Regions from separate parts of the Sus scrofa genome. Here regions 2 and 3 are each linked to region 1. A link is a contact called in public HiChIP or PLAC-seq data. All regions are on one chromosome and are shown on one strand. The core of a region is the stretch at or near the end of the contact, and the rest is flanking DNA. Distances in the headings are between cores, read along the strand shown.

Evidence for each region. HiChIP or PLAC-seq counts read pairs in DNA pulled down with a chosen protein or histone mark.
Region 2: a contact with region 1 is called in an H3K27ac HiChIP or PLAC-seq map of alveolar macrophages. The contact joins two enhancer-like sites. A contact is called at or near these places in 1 of 47 Hi-C or Micro-C datasets (heart right ventricle) and 2 of 2 datasets of contacts at active chromatin or transcription factors (alveolar macrophages and skeletal muscle).
Region 3: a contact with region 1 is called in an H3K27ac HiChIP or PLAC-seq map of alveolar macrophages. The contact joins two enhancer-like sites. A contact is called at or near these places in 2 of 2 datasets of contacts at active chromatin or transcription factors (alveolar macrophages and skeletal muscle).

The regions. Positions count from the first base shown.
Region 1 is chr3:111,042,363-111,046,511 of Sscrofa11.1, forward strand. All of the region lies in intron 7 of BABAM2 (BRCA1-A complex subunit BRE), which reads right to left. Among named protein-coding and RNA genes, the nearest start is that of FOSL2, 200 kb to the left of the region's middle. Within about 2 kb of position 2,224, at least 9 of the 83 cell types and tissues checked have an H3K27ac peak or open chromatin away from gene starts, as enhancers often do. A contact at or near this core is called in alveolar macrophages, where this site is marked.
Region 2 is chr3:111,482,739-111,486,887 of Sscrofa11.1, forward strand. No RefSeq gene overlaps it. Among named protein-coding and RNA genes, the nearest start is that of MRPL33, 46 kb to the left of the region's middle. Within about 2 kb of position 1,978, at least 44 of the 83 cell types and tissues checked have an H3K27ac peak or open chromatin away from gene starts, as enhancers often do. A contact at or near this core is called in alveolar macrophages, where this site is marked.
Region 3 is chr3:111,450,505-111,454,653 of Sscrofa11.1, forward strand. No RefSeq gene overlaps it. Among named protein-coding and RNA genes, the nearest start is that of MRPL33, 14 kb to the left of the region's middle. Within about 2 kb of position 2,342, at least 25 of the 83 cell types and tissues checked have an H3K27ac peak or open chromatin away from gene starts, as enhancers often do. A contact at or near this core is called in alveolar macrophages, where this site is marked.

The sequences.
Region 1 (4,149 bases), core at 974-3,473:
TTGCCCAAAGTACCTTCTGTATCAGGCAGACTCGAATTTTCAACTGTTATATGCAATCTGGAACACTCATTTCTGCTGCTAAGTTGACTAATGGCCTGTGTCTCATACACTTCCTGAGAACTCATGTCCAATGGCAGCCACTTTTACACACATAGGTTGTTCACACAACACACACACACAAACACACAATGTGAATAGGCAACATTTTGTTTAATGATTCACTAGTGCACCGAGAGACTCCAGCCTTCTCCAACACCCCCCACCTAGAAGGATGGAAATTGTGTTCGCTCAGTTCCTTAAGAGTGAATCCAGGAGTTTGCTGCATAGGGTCCATGCCCTCTGCCCTTGGAATTCTCGCATCATAAGAATTTTTTTCCCATTCAGAAATCTGGATATAAAAACAAATAAACCAGGAGTTCCCGTTGTGGCGCAGTGGTTAACGAATCCGACTGGGAACCATGAGGTTGTGGGTTGGATCCCTGCCCTTGCTCAGTGGGTTAAGGACCTGGTGTTGCCGTGAGCTGTGGTGTAGGTTGCAGATGCGGCTCGGATCCTGCGTTGCTATGGCTCTGGCGTAGGCCAGTGGCTACGGCTCCGATTCGACCCCTAGCTTGGGAACCTCCATATGCCATGGAAGCGGCCCTGGAAAAGGCAAAAAGACAAAAAAAACAAACAAAAACAAACAAACAAACAAACAAAAAATAAACCATAAACTACCCTGATACCTGACAAAAATTCTATAAAGGTTACATCATATTACTGACTGTAAGAGATTGAGGAACCTGAAAAGTATAGTGAGAAACCTAAAGCTATAAAAGAGAAAGAAAAAGGGAAGATCAACACAAGTGCAAATAAGCAAAAACTGCAGATGCATTCTTTTTTTTTTTTTCTCTCTTTGTCTTTTGTCCTTTTAGGGCTGGACCGGAGGCATATGGAGGTTCCCAGGCCAGGGGTCAGCTGTAGCTGCTGGCCTACACCACAGCTCACAGCAACGCAGGATCCGACCCAAGTCTGCGATCTACACCACAGCTCATGGCAATACCAGATCCTTAACCCACTGAGCGAGGCCAGGGATCAAACCCGCAACCTCATGGTTCCTCGTTGGATTCGTTTCTGCTGCGCCACAACAGGAACTCTGCCTTCTTAACAGTATTCTTGCAACTTGCAAAAGTGAGCATACCTTCCCCACTGTGTTTTTTAAAAATGCTCATGACATATGGGGAAAGGGGAAATAGAAATTAATTCTCCTATTGTTAAAAAAAAAAAAAAAAAAAAAAAAAACTCAGTGCATTTGACCTCGGAGAGCTTCCCCTGCACTCAAATCTTTCTGGTCTTCCCGCTGGAGCACAGGTTTCGCTCTGGTGTAGATTCCCATTTAAAGGGTCTCTGTTGCAAGGGTACCACACGTTGTGAGGGAAACAGTGAAAAGTATGGTTTTACTCACCGGCGTGAGAGTCACTGTTTATTTGGAGGGGTTTCTGTGTTCTTGGCAGAAGAACAATGTAAAGAAAGTCGGTTTGGTCACCGTAAGCTCAGAGCTATCAGAGAAAATCTGGCCTAGACAGAGGTCAGCAACCTTCTTGTCTTGAGGACGTCGCAAGGAATTCTGGGAGCTGGGAGCAGAAGCCTCCTGCAGAGTCAGGGAGCTGGTGGGCTGACCCCGTGTATAACTTCACATGCATCCCCCTGCTCTTACCGGGAGCCCCGACACAAGCGGTCCTCAGAAAACATCCTCATTCCGTCTCCTGCCTACCTGCCTTCCACCCTAACCCTTAGTGGGACCACCCTAATCTCTGGTCCTACTAAGCTTTCCTCTACACCCCTGCACATGCTGTTCCTTTTGAGCAGATCTCTCTCTTCCATCCTCTGCGTGGCTGAACTTTACTTAATCTCGAGTCTCAATTCAGATGTCTCCTTCCCCTGCCTCCTCAAATCTGGGTTGGGGGTCCTCCCAGGGGCTCTAGAGCACCCCTTCTCGTCCCCCTCATAACTTATCAAACTGCACCCCCTCCCTGCCCCCCCGGCCACCGGAAGGGCAGCTTTGCAAAGGCAGTGACTCATCTGTTTTCTTCTTTGTTGTATTTCTACTGCCTACAGGACCTGACACCTGGCAGGTGCTTGGCGAATATCTGTTGACGAAGTGAATGAAGCAAAATGAGGAAGCAGAGGAGGGAAGAGAAAAAAGGGAAGAGAGAGAGAGAGAGCTGCTTTGGAAGGAGTAGGGTGGAGGGCCCCCGGCCACAGGGTCATAAGTTTCAGTGACACAGGCTGTTTCTACACTGAAGTGTGATACCGCCTTCTTTTCCTTCTTGTATGCGGCAAACATGACACACCTCGGGTTTTCTTGAGCAAGGAATAAGCAGACAGTGAGATCCCAGCCAAGATACAACCGAAGCAGCAAGAACCCCTTGCATCTTCATTCCGTGGGACAGTTTTTAAAGTGTGGTCCCACACGCTCACATCCATTCTGGGAGGCAGGCGGAACAGGTATTATTACTCTCACTTTACACACGACACTGGGACTGAGGGCCATGACTTGCCGAGGTCAAGCATTTATTAAGTGGCAAAGACAGCCAGAGGCCAGGCCTTCGGATGGACATGTGTCCACTGAGCATGGCACACAAATCTAGCCTCTTGCCTAACACCTGAGGAAGAGGGGCTCAAGAGGGCAGATTTATTAGTCTTTGCCACCAACGAATTAAAATCTCATCAAAATGTCATTTTAAATGTGTCTAATTCAGGACTTTTGGTCATGGCTCCTTGGAAACAAATCTGACTAGAATCCATGAGGTTGTGGGTTTGATCCCTGGCCTTGCTCAGTGGGTTAAGGATCTGGTGTTGCCATGAGCTGTGCAGCTTGGATCTGGTGTTGCTGTGGCTGTGGCGCGGGCCAGCTCCTACAGCTCTGATTTAACCCTTAGCCTGGGAACCTCCATATGCCGCAGGTGCAGCCTTAGCAAAAAAGACAAATAAAATAAAATAAAATGTGCCTCATTCATTCTCCATAGGTATCATAAACAGAACTATTGCTCAAGAGAAGTTGCTCTGAAATGAATGAAAATACAAGCTCAAAACAGGAGCTTGAAACCCAATCTAGTAACAAGGACCCACAAATTGTGACTGCTTCAGCTTTCCTCCCTGGCTCATGTACCATCTCCTGCCAGTGTCAGAGGGCCACTGAGTTCCTGCTGGAAATAGCTCTTTGATTGATGTCATCAGTTAAATGAAAATGATCATATGAAGCAAACAGTGTTTTTTTTCCTACAGCTTCGAGGAATAACTGACATGTACTAAACGGCACATTTTCAAAGCATACAATGTAAGTGACTTGAGACATGGATATACCATGCCAGAGAAACTCTCCCAAATCAAGACAACAAACATACTCACCATCCCCTGAAGTTTCCTCGTAACACTTTGTAACCTCTCTCTCCTGCAACTCATGCCCCCAGACAACCACTGATCTGCTTTCTGTCACTGTAGATTAGTTTGTATGTTCTAGAATTCTATATGAATGGAATCATACAGTATGTACTCTTCTTTGTCTAGTTTTTTTTTTTTTTTTTTTTTTTTTTTGTCTTTTTAGCACCACACCCACAGCATATGAAAGTTCCCAGGCTAGGGTTCGAAATGGAGCTGCAGCTGCTGGCCTACTCGACACCTACAGCAATGCAGGATCTGAGCTGCATCTGTGACCTCCACCATAGCTCATAGCAACACCAGACCCTTAACCCACTAATCGAGGCCAGAGATTGAACCTGCGTCCTCATGGATACTAGCCAGATTCATTTCTGCTGAGCCATGACGGGGAATTCCCTGTCTCAACATGACGGTTTTTAGATTTATCCATTGTGGGATGTTTCAACAGTATATTCATTTTTATTGCTGAGTAATATTCCACTGTATAGCTATACCACAATGTATTTATCTAATTACTTGTTGATGGACATTTGGGTTGTTTCCACCTTTTGGCTACTACAAATAAAGCTACTATGAAAATTCACGTGCAAATATTTGTGTGGATGTATGCTTTTCTTTCTTTTGCTAAGGACCTGGGAGTAGAATGAGAGGGTCATTTGTCAGGTGTATGTTTAACTTTGTAAGAAACTGTCAAACTGTTTTCAAAGTAAATGTGCTATTTTATATTTC
Region 2 (4,149 bases), core at 728-3,227, 440 kb after region 1:
CCAGGTGTGGTGCTGCTGTTTTCTAACACAGGCCTCTGAACAAACACACGTGTCACTGCCCTAAGCTCCGAGCTTCCGTCTCCCGTTTCCTCCAGGCCTCAGCCCAGGCCCCACGGTGCAAGCTGCTGGCTGACTGGGGGCTGCAGGCTCTTGAGCCAGGGCCTGGATGCGACACCCTGGCAGATGCTGCTGGCCGGAGCAGGAGAGCCTCACCATCAGAGGCAGGGGGCTGTCCATCCAAGTGGGGAGCCACTGGCATGTGGAAGCCACAATAGCCTGGGTTAGATGCCAGCTGGGTGGAGCCAGGAGCTGGAAGGCCATCAGCGACAGGACACGTCTCCTCATGCGACCCTAAACCCTGCATGAAGTCCCAGGGCCTGGGAAGGACATAGAGGCTGGATCTTCCCATGGCCTCGAACAAAGGAAAGTCCCCAGAGCCCTGCTATGCAGAAGGCAGTAAGGTGCCCCCATGGGTGTCTGTCCTGTACTTAGCAAACACAGTCCGGATAAGCAACAAATACTTTAAAAATATAAGTATGTCCCATGGAACAGTGGGCTATACTTATACTAAACACTAGTTGTTGTTGATCTGAAATTCAAATTTAATGGGATATCCCATATTTTATCTGGAAACCCCACCCCATCCACCCACCCCCAAGGCTAAAAGGGCTCAGGGAGCCCAGCCCCTTCCCAGAGCCTCAGCCACAGCTCACTGGAGGTTCCGGGAACTCTCTCAAGAGGCCAGCTGCTGGCTGCCTGCCAAGGCTGTGTCCTCTGTTCCTGGGTGGTGACCCCTGCAACTCAGCATTGGGTGGAAGAAGGAGAGGGACCCCGAGCGAGGAAGAACTAGGGGTTCCCTCAGCTCATTTCACCCTTGGGCCTCTGTGGGGCAAGAGCGACCAGCCTCCCTCACAGGGCCTAGTCCACACCGACGGGCGGGCAGGAGCTTTAAGGTCAGGACACGCCCTCCTCCCATGAGATGCTATTGCGGGGGCCGCTCCTGCCTCTGCTCAGCTCTCGTGTTGATGTCCCCAGAGTCCCTCCCTCTTCCCTGCTGCGCAATCTCCCCCTCAGCCTGGCTGCAGCCACCACCTCCAGGGAGCTCCGGCCGCCTTTACAGGAACCACCAGACACCAGCTCCTCAGGGCCGACCCTGTGCCATGAGCCGCTGCTCACAGGAGCCTCCCAGCTTGCTGCTCGGGCTCCCTGCCACGCCGCTCCCCAGGCCCCCGGCTTAAAAGGCCTCCATGGTTTCCCACTGGTCTTGGGATGAAGTCAAAATATCTCATCTGTCTTCTGCTCTCAGGCAGCCACATTTCTTGTCACATCAGAGACCGGCCAGCACCTCTTCCCCAGGCCTCCGTTCAACCAAAGGCCTTGCAGCTCCCCTGACAGCTTCGCCCTTGGTGCTAAGCCTCTGACCCCCTCCCCCTCCCTGCTTCCCAAACCTCTTTGTTCCTTCACTTCTTTGACCTTCCACGTCCTTCCTTGGAGAAGGGTGATACCTGCTGCCCTGCCGGCTTTCTTAGAGTCTCAGAGAGACTCGACTGAGACAAGAGATGCTGAACTATTTTGCAAGCTGCAATGCTGTGTGAAAGGGGAGCCACAGAATGACAGGCAAGCCAGGGGAGCCCTACAAGCCTCCTTATAAGCTGACCTCAGATGCCTAGGAGAAACACAGAGGACAACCAGGTGAAGGGACCAAGGAAATGGTGGCACTGCAAGCAGGGAGGTATGGGTGGGTGGGTGGCGCCTGGGTGGTGAGCAGCCATAGGGCTGCACAGGGCTGGGACTGCAGGAGAATCCTTGGAGGGGGCGGGGTGGGTGATGAGGGGTGCAGGAGAGGGGCTTTGGTCCCTTGCTTCCAGCTCACCAGGGTGAGTCATCCGGACGTGCCGGCCCAAACCTCACTTCCTCCACTGGAGGCTGAGCTGAAATGGTCCAGAGGATGTGCCCAGAGCATGGAGACGGCAGTACAGAGAGTGAGTCACAGGGCTGAGTCAGAGCCCACTCAGCCCTTTTCAGGGCTCTGACGAAGGCTGTGCCAGCAGAGTGGCATTCTTCCAGCCTTGCCCCCCCCACACACACCTTCTCCAGATCTTTTGCTAGCCTCACTTATTTCCCAGGGTCAGTGCAATCCACCTGGGTCTCCAATGTAACAGGCTCATAGCAGGGGGAATAAGGGAGCTGGTCCAAGTCATAGCCCCTCGACACTGGCATGAGCTGGATAGTCACTGCTCAAACACCCAGCACCAGGACGCCCACGTCTGGGGCCCTCAACCTCCCAGTGGGAACTCTGAACCTAAAGGCTGTGTCTGTGCAAATTCACGCAGCATTCTGTTTTCTTCTTCTTCTTCTTCAAATTAATACAGAGGCTCTGACATCTGTAAGCATAACCTGAGATCATGGTCACAAAAGAGGTTCTAGTCTGATCTTTCCATTGTCAGCATGAAGACTGAATTTTGGCTTTGCATCTATAACAGGAAGAGTCACCTGCTTGTATCAGAGAAGATATAACATCAGAACTAGGATGACTGAGAAGTCACCAGCTTCTAGTTGGCTTCACTTATAGAGGCTGAAACTCAGATCCAGAGAGGAGAAAGGTAGCAGAGTCTTCTGATAAGTTCCAGCTATCTTTTAGCTCTTAAACAAATATAACTTTTACTACAAAAATAAACCACATTACAGAAAGAATGGAAACGAAAAACCACGTTAATCCCAACACTCTAACATAACCACTCATATTATTTTGCTACTATTTCTTTACAATTTCTTTTTGTACAATTGTAACCATGTATCCACATCATTTTGTATATTACTTTGTTTCATTCAACTTTACCTTTTAGGCATTTCCACCATGTTACCAGTCTTCAAACCATCCTTTTTAATGACTATATAGTATTCCAGCAGGGAGATGGTCATATTTTTTTCATGGCTTATTTAATCATATCCTTAGTGTTATGCCCAAATTTTGTCTATCATAATGCTGAGTCACACCCAGTTTTGTCTATCATAATGCTGAGTGTTACTTTTTCATTTATTTCCTTGGGTTAGATAGACTCACATAAGTGAAACTGCTCTAAGGTAAAAAGCATGAGCATTTTTAAGTCTCTCTCCTTTTTTTTTTTTGCCACATCTGTGGCATGTGGAATTTCCCGGGCCAGGGATCAGACCGGTGCCATAGCAGTGACCTGAGCTGCTGCAGTGACACCCCCCGATCTTTAACCTGCTGTGCCACTAGGGAACTCCTTAAGTCTCCTGATATATATTAACAAATTGTTTTAAGATTGTACTAATTAAACTGTTGCCAGCAACACAAAGGCCTATTTTCACTGTTTCTTTAGCCTCCATTCCAAACCATGGCTTAAGATAAAATAACTTGTCCATTTCAACAAATTACCAAAATGTAAATGTTTATATCTTCTGACTCACCAATCCCCCTGCTAGAATTTTGGAAATAATCTAGTGGGTACTGACACGTGCAAAGACATCCACGAGAGAATCTGATAGGGGGAGGCCTGGGATCTTAAAATGGAAAGTCTGCGCAGAGAGGTATCATGGGGAAAGCCTTCAGTATTTCACTTTATGCACTTCTGTGTCATTTCAATTCTTCCATGAGAGCGCATTACCTTTATAATTAGCAAAATGACAGAGATATCCCATATCGGAGAAAGAGAACTTGGAGAAACCAGCATCCCCTTTTCATTCGTGGCTGGTGCTGGTTCAGTTCATGAGAACCCCAGCCCCTAAGCCCTACATGACCTCGAAGTTTCTGTCAAATGGTAATGACACTAATGTCATAGGGTTATTGTGTCACTTAAATGAGATCATTCCTGTAAAACAGTTAGCACAAAGCCTTATATTTAGTAAGTACTAATAAATGTTAACGATGCTATTATTTCATTCTGACATTTCTTTAGTCCCCTACCCACAATCTTAGCCACTTTTTCTTACCACAAGTCCAATAACTCCCAGCCTCCAGGGAAAAAAGCTTGTGTGAAGCCACATTAGCCACATACCTTTTCCAGAGAATTCTCTCTGGCAAATCACAAGCCATTGACCCCAGAGTGACACAAAGGCATGACTTGGGAGGGTGCTCGTGGCCCACATCTGTGTGTGGGCAGTGCACTTGAGGGCGAATGAATGCCC
Region 3 (4,149 bases), core at 1,092-3,591, 410 kb after region 1:
AACTCCAAGACGTTTCTTAAAATAGCCATTTTTCTCACCCAAATTCCCACTCAACAGCTATACCCAGCCCATTCTCTCTCCAGAGAGCAGCTTCCCATGTTTTCTTACGCAGATTAAGTGTCTGACTTCTAGCATCCTTCCATCACAGCCATCATCTAATTCAGCCGTAAGAAATGGGGGCAGGGGAGCCAAGCAGCTCAGAATCCTCCCTTAGAAAGCTGGAAGGGAAGAAAGGCTGGAACTACCTGTGCCTCGGGGTCTTGATCCCAGGAGTGAGAACAGGGAAAGAGAAGGAAAAGGATGCCTATAGGGCCATTAGTACCTGAGGGTCCCTCTCCAGCCTCAAGACGGCAGCCAACAGAACAGGGCTGGGTTCCAACATGGCTGCCCTGATGTTCGCCTGCAGGCAGAAGGCGGGCGGTGAGATCCTGGGGACTCTCCCTAAGTTCCTGGGTCAACTTTACCCAAACTGGGGTAATTGCAACATATCTCTGTCTGTGAAGCAAGAGGTTTGAAGGATTCAGATGGTTTTGATGAAACATGGTGTGCGGCCAAAAGGGAAAAATCGGGATCCACATCTAGTTTGATATGCATTTCCTGTACGCCTTTCAAAAGATGTCTAAGATTCAGAATAACTGGGTCCAGTTTCATCTGGTACACGGTGAAGTTAAAGAGCTATGGGAATGAGTGTGTTTTGCAGGTTCCAAAGTTACTAATTAGTTCCGTGACATTAAGGTTAATGAGATAAAACATCTATAAATCAAGCTGACGCCTGATTCAAGAAGAAAGCCCCCAACTCCTTCTCCACCATGAAAACCCTATACTCTCACTTTTTCGGGCTATCCATTGGATTAGATTTGATTATGTGTGAACATATACACATGTATAATTATAAAATTCATACTTAAATTATATTTACCTGGCCCAAAGCTCCTCACTAAATTTATTCAAAACCGATAAGACAGTAAGGTGGATGTTAACTATGAACAGAATGAACGGATTTGATGAAAGTTTTAGGAGCGACCCTCCCCAAAGAGCGAAAGTCTATATATTAGATTCAAGATATGTGTCACTTCAAATGCGGACACAGAACTCCAGAAAATAAAATTATGGCTTTTATGGACAGAAGCTAAAGGTATTTTTGGAGCTTAGAGAATATTCTGATGAATCCTTTTGTAATTCGAAGGATCCTATCCCACTTACAGTCTCAATGTGTACATTTGGGTTTTTCAAGACGGTTATGAGTTTAGGATCCAGAGTAAGAGGAACCAGGAGCCCTGCCTTCTGCCACTTACTAGCCCTGTGTCCTTGGGCAAATCACTTACACTTCTGTGCCTCAGTTTCTGCTAAGAATAGAAGATCTCATAGAGTTTGCAGAGAATGAAATGTGATAACTCACGTAAATCTCTTCGCACAGGGCCTGGCACATAGTAAGCACACTGTGATGACCATGAGTGGTGTGGAGCCTAGCTGACCTCAGAATGTCCTTCTTGAGCCTTCTGCAGGCACTACATCGCCTTGAAGCCGGGGTGTAGTGAGACAAAGTTCTTTGCCATTGAGGATGAAGTTATGTTGCTCATGTTCAAGCTAGTTTGAGGGCAATCTGCATGTAGCAATTTTCCTTTGTCAAGGACTTGATGCACCTTCTCTTTTTTCTCTCTCACAGACCCTTTCCTTTTTTCAACTTAAAAGATTAAAAGAGTTACGGTGTTCTGGGCATCCAGATCCCTGGGAGATGGAGAGTAGCCTAGAGTCTCATTTACATTTGATAGACGTGGCCTGGAATGGAAATGGCATGCCCTAGGGCTTATTTTCAGGCTTTGGCTAACCGGAGGAAATTTCCAGATCTTTGGAGGCTCTCTCATCCTTTACACTGGATCCACTTCCTCCTGGAAGAACGTGTGGGAAGCATGGTCTGGTGGGAGCAGATTCTCTAAACAACTATCTCACTTCTGGATGACCCCAGTGTGAGTGTGTGTGTGTGTGTGTGTACACCAGTGCATGTCTGCATTCCTGGCAGGCAAAGATATTCTCTTCAGCTACAAGTTAAAAGAGCACAAGTCCACGGATGTGGGTAAACCCTAACACAAAGGATCAATTACTGGCTCTGATGGCCAGAAAGTGAACCCCACTTCAGTTAGGAGGGGAGAAGAGGAAGCTGAAGCTCTGCCAAGAGCAGAGCCCTGCAGCTGCAGCCCAGGCTGGCCCAGCCCCGCCGACCTTTGCTGAGTCTTCGAAGAACACAGGCCTGCCTGTTGCATCAGCTGCTACCCAGCCGCCCTTCCCTGCCCCACCCTGGAAAGTGGTAAGGCAGTGAGGCAACCACTCAGGCAGGGGGACGTCTGGGGGAAACTGTCTCACTCCTTCCAGCCAGGCCCCACCCAACAGGCACTTCTCTAATCCATGAAGGCCACGAAGGGAAAGCAGTCCTCCGGCCCAGAGTCGCCCCCACTGTCCTGACTCTGCCTGCACTCCCTTCCACTCCCCGCTGGGCACAGTGGGTGATAGACCTCTGAGCCTTCTGTTTGGGCCACGGTGGGCCCTTACAGAGGATAACATTGAAGCCCAGAGAAGCAAAATGACTTGCCAAAGAGCCCACAGCTAGATTGCATCAGCTTGTTCAGATCACAGCTCCCATATCCTCCCTCCTGAACAACCTCAGCAACAGCCAAAGGACCAAAGTGTTTGGCCTTGGCCAGTCTTTGAAGGGAAGCCAACACCTGAAATGAGTGCTCTGAGATCTGTGAAGCCATAGAAGGTGGAGAGTAGGATGCTTAGCAGATTCTAAGGAGTGAGGTTGAAACCCATTCTGAACATGTGCCAAAGAGTCCCTTAATCCAAGTCTTGCAGGAACACAGGCCAATTTCAGGCTCAGCTGGGGCAGGAGCAGACTGTCCGGGGAGGAGGAGACAGCCCTTTCTGGATCCGTCCCAGAAAGACGAACCGATGCCTGGCTCCACCTCAGGCCTTCAAGCCCCCTCAATCCTGGAATCTCCCAGGGCCACGAAGGCAGGTGGGCAGGTTTGAGGTTGAACTCAACTACCAGGCCCACTGTGGGGGCTCAGAATGGGCCAAGAAGGCAGCCATTGACAGAAGGTGTCAACATGGGATTCCAGCCTACTGGGTTGAGCTCAGTAACTACTGACAATGCTATTGATTTAAAGGGTATATGAGAAGCTATAACTACAAACAAATCCACATACATATCTTTGTTAAAAAACCATTTTACTGAGGTATGATTGATATACAACAAATTGAAGATATTTGAGATACACAGTTTGATAAGTTTGGACTATACACATTCTTCTGGGTTTTTTTTTTTTGGTTTTGGGGGAGGGGTTTTGTGGCCACAGCCACAGCATATGGAAGTTCCCAGGCCAGAGACTGAATCCAAGCCACAGCTGTGACCTATGCCACAGCCATGGCAACACCAAATCCTTAATCCACTGTGGATCAAACCGTGCCTCCACAGTGACCTGAGCCACTGCATTTGGATCCTTACTGCTTTGCCACAGAGGGAACTCCCCCCACATTCCTTATTAACATGTGGTTCCACTGATGCTCAGGCCAAGAGGTGGCCAGCGTCCCTGGGTCCCCTGCAGCTGAGAAGTGCAGCCTCGGGGAGCTTTAGCTGATGAAAAATCAACATTGGCTCCTGCCTTCCTGGGGCCTCGTTTTCATAACCACCTTCTTCAGCTTTTAACCTGAGGGCTGCCAGCAACAGGTGCTATCCTGCAGTTTTAAGGCTTTTTTTCCTGGACTCTGGAAACCTCGTGCTGAAAGTCTGATGCTGATATGACAGACCCTCCAGCTGTGTAGCTGGCACATGTGTTTCTGCTGAAGACAACATGTACTCTGACTGGCTTCTAGAATCGCCCACATTCTTGCAGACCCTTGGGATGTGAGAGCTCAGCCATGGTCTCCTGCTGACACCCAGGTCCTAGGTGATAAAAATTCTTCTACCCACCTTTCTGATCCAGGGTTCTACTTCTACAATGCAATTACTTGTCTTGAATTTTCACCAACATTTCAAAGGGGCAAGAGGCATTCTTCCTTCTTTTCAGCCTGCTGTACACAGGAGGTTTTTCCAGCTGCCAGTTAAAATGCCGGGGCCCAGCAGGTACCCAGTGGGCACAGTCCCACCCCACT